Regions from separate parts of the Arabidopsis thaliana genome. Here region 2 is linked to region 1. The links are chromatin contacts, called in public ChIA-PET maps. All regions are on one chromosome and are shown on one strand. Each heading gives the region's core, a stretch centred on a gene start, on an enhancer-like site or on the middle of the called end of the contact. The rest is flanking DNA. Distances are from core to core; before and after follow the strand shown. Region 1 holds the start of AK-LYS1 (aspartate kinase 1). Region 2 holds the start of NEF1 (no exine formation 1).

Evidence for each region. ChIA-PET counts read pairs in DNA pulled down with a chosen protein or histone mark.
Region 2: an H3K4me3 ChIA-PET map of shoot shows a contact between it and region 1, with 11 read pairs. The contact joins the promoter of NEF1 here to the promoter of AK-LYS1 in region 1. A contact is called at or near these places in 3 of 26 Hi-C or Micro-C datasets (callus, leaf and root), 1 of 2 datasets of contacts at active chromatin or transcription factors (shoot) and 1 of 3 other capture datasets (seedling).

What each region holds. Positions count from the first base shown.
Region 1 is chr5:4,247,636-4,250,959 of TAIR10.1, forward strand. AK-LYS1 (aspartate kinase 1) reads left to right here and starts at 1,677. Exons shown (of 13, transcript NM_121331.3): 1 at 1,677-2,282; 2 at 2,373-2,455; 3 at 2,556-2,596; 4 at 2,751-2,905; 5 at 3,230-3,324. The coding sequence starts at 1,881. It overlaps RARE1 (Pentatricopeptide repeat (PPR) superfamily protein), which reads right to left and starts at 1,672. Exons shown (of 1, transcript NM_121330.2): 1 at 1-1,672. The coding sequence starts at 1,577.
Region 2 is chr5:4,291,048-4,294,371 of TAIR10.1, forward strand. NEF1 (no exine formation 1) reads left to right here and starts at 1,657. Exons shown (of 4, transcript NM_121342.4): 1 at 1,657-2,982; 2 at 3,137-3,324. The coding sequence starts at 1,762. AT5G13380 (Auxin-responsive GH3 family protein) reads left to right here. Exons shown (of 6, transcript NM_121341.2): 5 at 1-524; 6 at 719-1,394. The coding sequence ends at 1,308.

The DNA.
Region 1 (3,324 bases), core at 427-2,926:
TGATCAATAGTCGGAGCCACATTATATTTTCGAAGCATCGTGTCCAAGCAATGCTTTCCCTGTTCAACTAGGCCTGCATGGCTGCACGCGGTTAAAACCGCAATAAATGTAACTGAGTTTGGCTTCATACCACAACTCACCATTTTCTCAAACAATCTCAAAGCTTCAGAGGCATTTCCATAGTAAGCATGACCTGATATAAAAGCAGTCCATGCAACAATATCGGGGTTGTCCATGGACTCAAAGACTTCATTTGCATCATCTAAGCATCCACATTTTGAATACATCGTAATAAGAGCGCTTTCTCCATACTGAGATCCAATCAGACTTCTTTTTATAGCATCTGCATGGACTTGGCCACCAATGTTGCAATCTGCAAGTACCGAGCATGCTTGGAATATGCTAGTATATGTGAATGAATTTAGAATCGATGCGTTTTTGCTTCTCAAAGACTTGAAGGTTTTAACAGCCTCCTCAAATTGACTCATTTGACAGTATCCGGAGATGATTGCGCTCCAGGAAACATCGTTTGGCTCACGGATTTCTTGAAATGCACGACAAGCAGACTCGAAGCTGGAACATTTGATGTAAAAATCAACAAGTGGAGTTCCAACCGAGACTTCAGATTCCAATCCAAGCTTAGCGACACAGGCATGAATTTGCTTGCCAAGATTAAGCTCTTCAAGAGAAGCACACGCTTTAAGAACAACTGAAAACACAAAACTGTCCCATTCAACACCTTCCGTTACCAAATCCACAAATAGTTTCAAAGCATCTCTTGCTCTTCCAGCTTGAGTATAACCTACCATCAATCCCGTACAAGCCACTGGTTTCTTCACTGCCATCTGATCGAACACTCGCTTAGCACCCACTAACCAACCACATTTCACGTACATGTTCACGATCCCGGTCTCTATAGATGTGTTGCTACATAACCCAGCACGTATAACATGAGCATGAATCTGTCTACCAAAGTCTAAAGCCCTGGGGTTTACCAAAGATTTCAAGAGTGTCGTATACATGGAAGAAGGAGGCTTGTCGCCTGACGCTAGCATTCCCGAGAACAAACCAACAGCTTTATCCAAAATTCCTTGTTCGGCGTAAGCAGATATCATCGTTGTACGAGAAACTGCATTTAACTCAGACATTTCATCGAACAGCTTATCTGCATCTTCCAAGCTCCGACACTCACAGTACATTTGAAGCACACAGTTCTGAAGAAGCACAGAAGGATTCTCGATACCCATCCGCATGCGATCGTGCAAGAGTCTCCCATGAGATAAAGACCTCAATTCTCTGCAAGCCTCAAAGAGACATTGGTAAGAATACGAGCTAACGGAGACACCAGCCTTATCCATTTCTTGCAAAAACTCAAATGCTTCGTTGAGCTTCCTATGCTTCGACAACGAAACCAAATGAAGATTCTCTACTTGTCCTTGCTTATGCGAGATTTTAACAGACGGAGAAGAAGTGCTCGACTTCAGAGAAACCCACGACGGAATTTGATCGAAATTCGCGTTCTTTATAACCGGAACTCGAGAAGAGCTAAACGAAGACTGTACAGTGAGAATCGTCATAGTTGATGGAGAAATTCTACAAAAGTTTAGAGCTTTTCCCTTTCGAGAACAAACGACAGAGAAGCAAAAAACTCAGACTTTACTGGCTTCAGTTATTGCAACAAGCCAACAACCAAAACGGGTCAAAATCAAAATCAATGGTTGGTAATAAACGACAGCGTTTTAGTACAGAGACCCGAAGAGTGGAAGGTTCAAAGTTTCCTTCTTTGGTGTCTCTCATCAAATGAGAGTGAGCCGTACGATTTCTCTCCTCTTCTTGTTTTAAAAACCTATCAATAATATTCTTCTTCTTCCTCCTCTCAAATGGCGGCTACTAGGGTTCGTTGTTGTCATAGCAATGCAGCTTTCACCAGATTGCCACTTACCCGCCACCGAAACTCGCCGACGCTACCGATTTCTCTAAATCGTGTCGATTTCCCTACGCTGAAGAAATTATCATTACCCATTGGAGATGGCTCCTCCATTAGAAAGGTTTCAGGTTCAGGCAGCAGAAACATTGTGCGAGCTGTGTTGGAAGAGAAGAAGACAGAGGCGATAACGGAGGTAGATGAGAAGGGTATCACGTGCGTGATGAAGTTTGGTGGATCTTCGGTGGCGTCAGCTGAGAGAATGAAGGAAGTTGCTGATTTGATTTTGACTTTTCCGGAAGAAAGTCCCGTCATTGTTCTCTCTGCTATGGGGAAAACTACCAACAATCTCTTGCTTGTAATGCTGAGATTCTCTCCCTTTTCTCTGTTTTCTATTCAAAGTTTTGAATTTTTTTGATTGGAATTATTGGTTTTGTTGCTAGTGAAGGCGGGAGAGAAGGCGGTTAGTTGTGGTGTTTCTAATGCATCTGAGATTGAGGAGTTGAGCATTATAAAGGAATTGCATATCAGGTTTTGGTTTCTTGTAACTATGATTAATTTGGTACCTTTGAGTATCTTTTCCTTTGTTGCTGTTGGTTTTGATCAAGAATGTGTTTTTTTGTTGTTTCAGGACGGTGAAAGAGCTCAACATTGATCCCTCTGTTATTTTGAGTGAGCATATTTTAACTTGTAGACTTTCCAACATTTGGAGCTTCATTTCTTTCTAATTCTGATAAGGCTCATAAATTTTTGATTTGTGATGAGTTTGGTAATAATTCAAGAGTGTACATGCATTGCCTATTTATATCTTGGATACATTTTGCAGCCTATTTGGAGGAACTGGAGCAACTCCTGAAAGGCATTGCCATGATGAAGGAATTGACACTTCGAACCAGAGATTACTTAGTCTCTTTTGGAGAGTGTTTGTCTACAAGGATTTTTGCTGCTTATCTTAATACAATCGGTGTCAAGGCACGCCAAGTATGTCCATCATCATATTTTTAGTTCTACTGTAATTTTCTTAATTATATTATATATCACATTTGGTTGCTTATTTAGTCAAATTGATATCTTGGTAGATTAGGGTAGAAAAGTTCAATCTAGATTTAGAAAATATGATAAACAAATTCTATATACTCTGAATTGGTCATTTAACTTTTTTATTAGTTTGGTTTCGGTTATCAAGGAACACATATTGGTGTACTTTCTCTGTTACATGCTAAACTGGCCTTGGTGTGAGCTTTATTGCACAATGATCCGGCTCGCAAACATAGCTAAGTAGATTTATCGACCATTACTTTGCAGTATGATGCATTTGAAATTGGTTTCATTACAACGGATGATTTCACAAATGGGGATATCCTGGAGGCAACTTATCCAGCTGTTGCCAAGAGATTATA
Region 2 (3,324 bases), core at 407-2,906, 43 kb after region 1:
CAAAGTAATAAAGTTTTTGGAAGATCATTGGCCTGAGTTATGCTCTAACATAAGGACTGGCCGTCTCAGCGACTGGATCACAGACGCCCAATGTGTTTCAGGGATCGGTAACTTCCTCACCGCTCCAGATCCGGACCTAGCAAACCTGATCGAACAAGAATGCAGTAAAACCTCATGGGAGGCAATATTGAGTAGAATTTGGCCAAAAGCAAAATGTATAGAAGCCGTCATTACCGGCACCATGGCACAGTACATACCATTGCTGGAATTCTATGGCGGTGGTCTTCCTTTGGTTTCATCATGGTATGGCAGCTCCGAATGTTTCATCGGTATCAATCTCAATCCTCTGTCTAAGCCTAGTGATGTGTCGTACACCATCATTCCAAGTATGGGGTACTTTGAGTTCATTGAGGTCGTGAAAGACCGTCAAGAAGCTGGCCATGTTCCCGCAGACCCTGTGGTGGTCGACCTCGTCGATGTTAAAATTGGCCATGATTATGAACTTCTTGTCACAACGTTTTCTGGTAAGTTTCTTGTACTCTACGTTTCAAAATAAATGTAGTTTTAGGGTTTTGTTTTAAAAAGTCTTTATATTGCTTGCTTGAGAAAACTATAAATGATAGAATTAAATATTTTCACTCTTTTGTTTTCTTAATGTATATGATATACTAAAAATCTATATGTTGGTTTTCTCACAAGATGCATGCGTGAATTACAGGTCTGTATAGGTACCGTTTAGGGGATGTTTTACGAGTGACTGGTTTCCACAACAATGCGCCACAATTTTACTTCGTGGGGAGACAGAATGTAGTTCTGAGCATCGACTTGAGCAAGACCTACGAAGAAGACCTTCTCAAGGCAGTGAAAAACGCGAGTCTCCTGCTTGAGCCACATGACCTGATGCTCATGGATTTCACTAGCCGTGTAGATCTATCCTCGTTGCCAGGACACTACGTGCTCTATTGGGAACTTGGTAACAAATTCAAGAACGCCAAGCTCGATCCCAAATCTAATGTCTTGGAGGAATGTTGCTTAACCGTTGAGGAGTCTCTCGACTCTATCTACAGAGAAGGACGAAAAAATGATAAGATCATTGGACCACTTGAGATTAAGGTAGTTAAACCTGGCGCTTTTGATGAGCTCATGAATTTCTTCTTGTCTCGAGGCTCTTCTGTGAGTCAGTACAAGACTCCAAGGTCAGTGACGCATGAAGAAGCCTTGAATATATTGGAGTCGAACGTTGTTTCCGAGTTTCTTAGCCGGAAAACTCCGTCGTGGGAGCTACATGAGCTACATTCCAGCCGTTAAAACCACCGTTACATAAGAATAACAAAGCCCGTAACAAATAAACACAAACTAATGACACTTTAACATACACAATGTATTTCCTGATTTATCATACAAGTTATCGAAATATCATAAGTGATAAGTCCATGGATTATCGAGTTTTTTTGTTGGTCCGACAATATTCTAGCTAGGCACGAAAAGTCGCGTTTAAAATAGTGACACTCAAATGACGAAACGACAGTACCACTCGTCACTCCTTCCATACGACAGCGTTTGGCTAGCTTGAGCTACTATTCAGTGGACACAGACCTACGAGAGCTAATAAGATTAGAGGGCCCCACAAGAAAGATCCAAGGGCTATCGCTCATCCGGACACGTCACTGTTTCCGCGAAATCAACACGCAGATCCTTTCTTCATCAGTAAACGGCGAGATTCGCCATCAATCTGAATTCCAAACAAAAATTCCGGCGACCATGATGCCACCGGAGCTACAGCCGCGGCTGTTCCGGCCCCATATAACCGCCTCCACCAGTGAACCTACTCAATCTTCCTCCTCTTACTCACCTCACATGAGCCCTGCATCAACCAGAAACTTCATCGATCGAGCTACTCCTACTTCGAGATCCAACAACTCTCGATTCTCTCCATCTTCCTTCGCCTACAATGGACGGATCGCAATTGCTCTTGTCCCTTGCGCCGCCTTCCTCCTCGACCTCGGCGGCACTCCGGTTGTCGCTACACTCACAATCGGCCTCCTCATATCTTACATCGTCGATTCTCTCAATGTCAAATTCGGAGGCTTCCTCGGTATATGGATGTCACTGCTCGCTGCTCAGATCTCTTTCTTCTTCTCATCTTCTCTCTTTTCCTCCTTCAATTCCGTTCCTCTCGGCTTGCTCGCGGCTTTTCTCTGCGCTCAGACTACTTTCCTCATCGGCTGCTGGACTTCGCTCCAATTCAAATGGCTTCAGCTGGAGAATCCTTCCATTGTTGTCGCTTTGGAGCGTCTCTTGTTCGCATGTGTCCCTTTCACTGCCTCTTCTTTTTTCGCATGGGCAACTATCTCTGCCGTTGGGATGAACAACTCTTCTTACTATTTCCTCTTGTTCGCCTGCGTCTTCTACTGGATTTTCGCTATTCCTAGAGTTTCTTCTTTCAAGACCAAGCAGGAAGTTAAGTACCATGGAGGAGAGATCCCTGATGATAGCTTTATCCTTGGACAGCTGGAGAGCTGTTTCCTTTCACTGAATTTGATGTTTATGCCGCTTCTCTTTCACGTGGCGTCACATTACTCTGTGATATTCTCATCTGCTGCTTCAGTTTGTGATTTGCTGCTCCTGTTCTTTATCCCTTTCCTGTTCCAGCTCTATGCTTCGACAAGAGGTGGTCTATGGTGGGTTACCAAGGATTCACATCAGCTGCAGAGCATTCGGATTGTGAATGGGGCTATTGCCATGGTCATTATTGTGATCTGTTTGGAGATTAGAGTTGTTTTCCGCTCTTTTGGAAAGTATATTCAAGTGCCGCCTCCATTGAACTACCTTCTGGTGACTACAACATTGCTTGGAGGTGCTGCTGGTGCTGGTGCTTCTGTTCTTGGAATGATCTCGAGTGCTCTGAGCTCAGCCTTTTTCACAGCTTTGTCTGTGATTGTGAGTTCTGCTGGAGCTATCGTTGTAGGATTTCCAGTTCTGGTAAGTATTTTTCTTCCCGTTGCACAGCTTCTATTACTATTGTCATTAATAACTAGTTACCTGCGCTTTCCTGTAGTCAAATTCTGTTGCAATAAGACGAGTAGGTATCCCTCAATAGTAACAATGGAATTCATATTCTGTGTTTGTGTTGCAGTTTACTCCGCTTCCTGCAGTTGCTGGGCTTTATTTTGCTCGGTTTTTTACAAAGAAAAGTGTGCCCTCTTACTTTGCATTTGTAGCTCTTGGAAGCTTAATGGTTATATGGTTTGTAATGCATAATTACTGGGATTTAAACATATGGTTAGCCGGCATGTTCCTCAAATCATTCTGTAAGCTTATAGT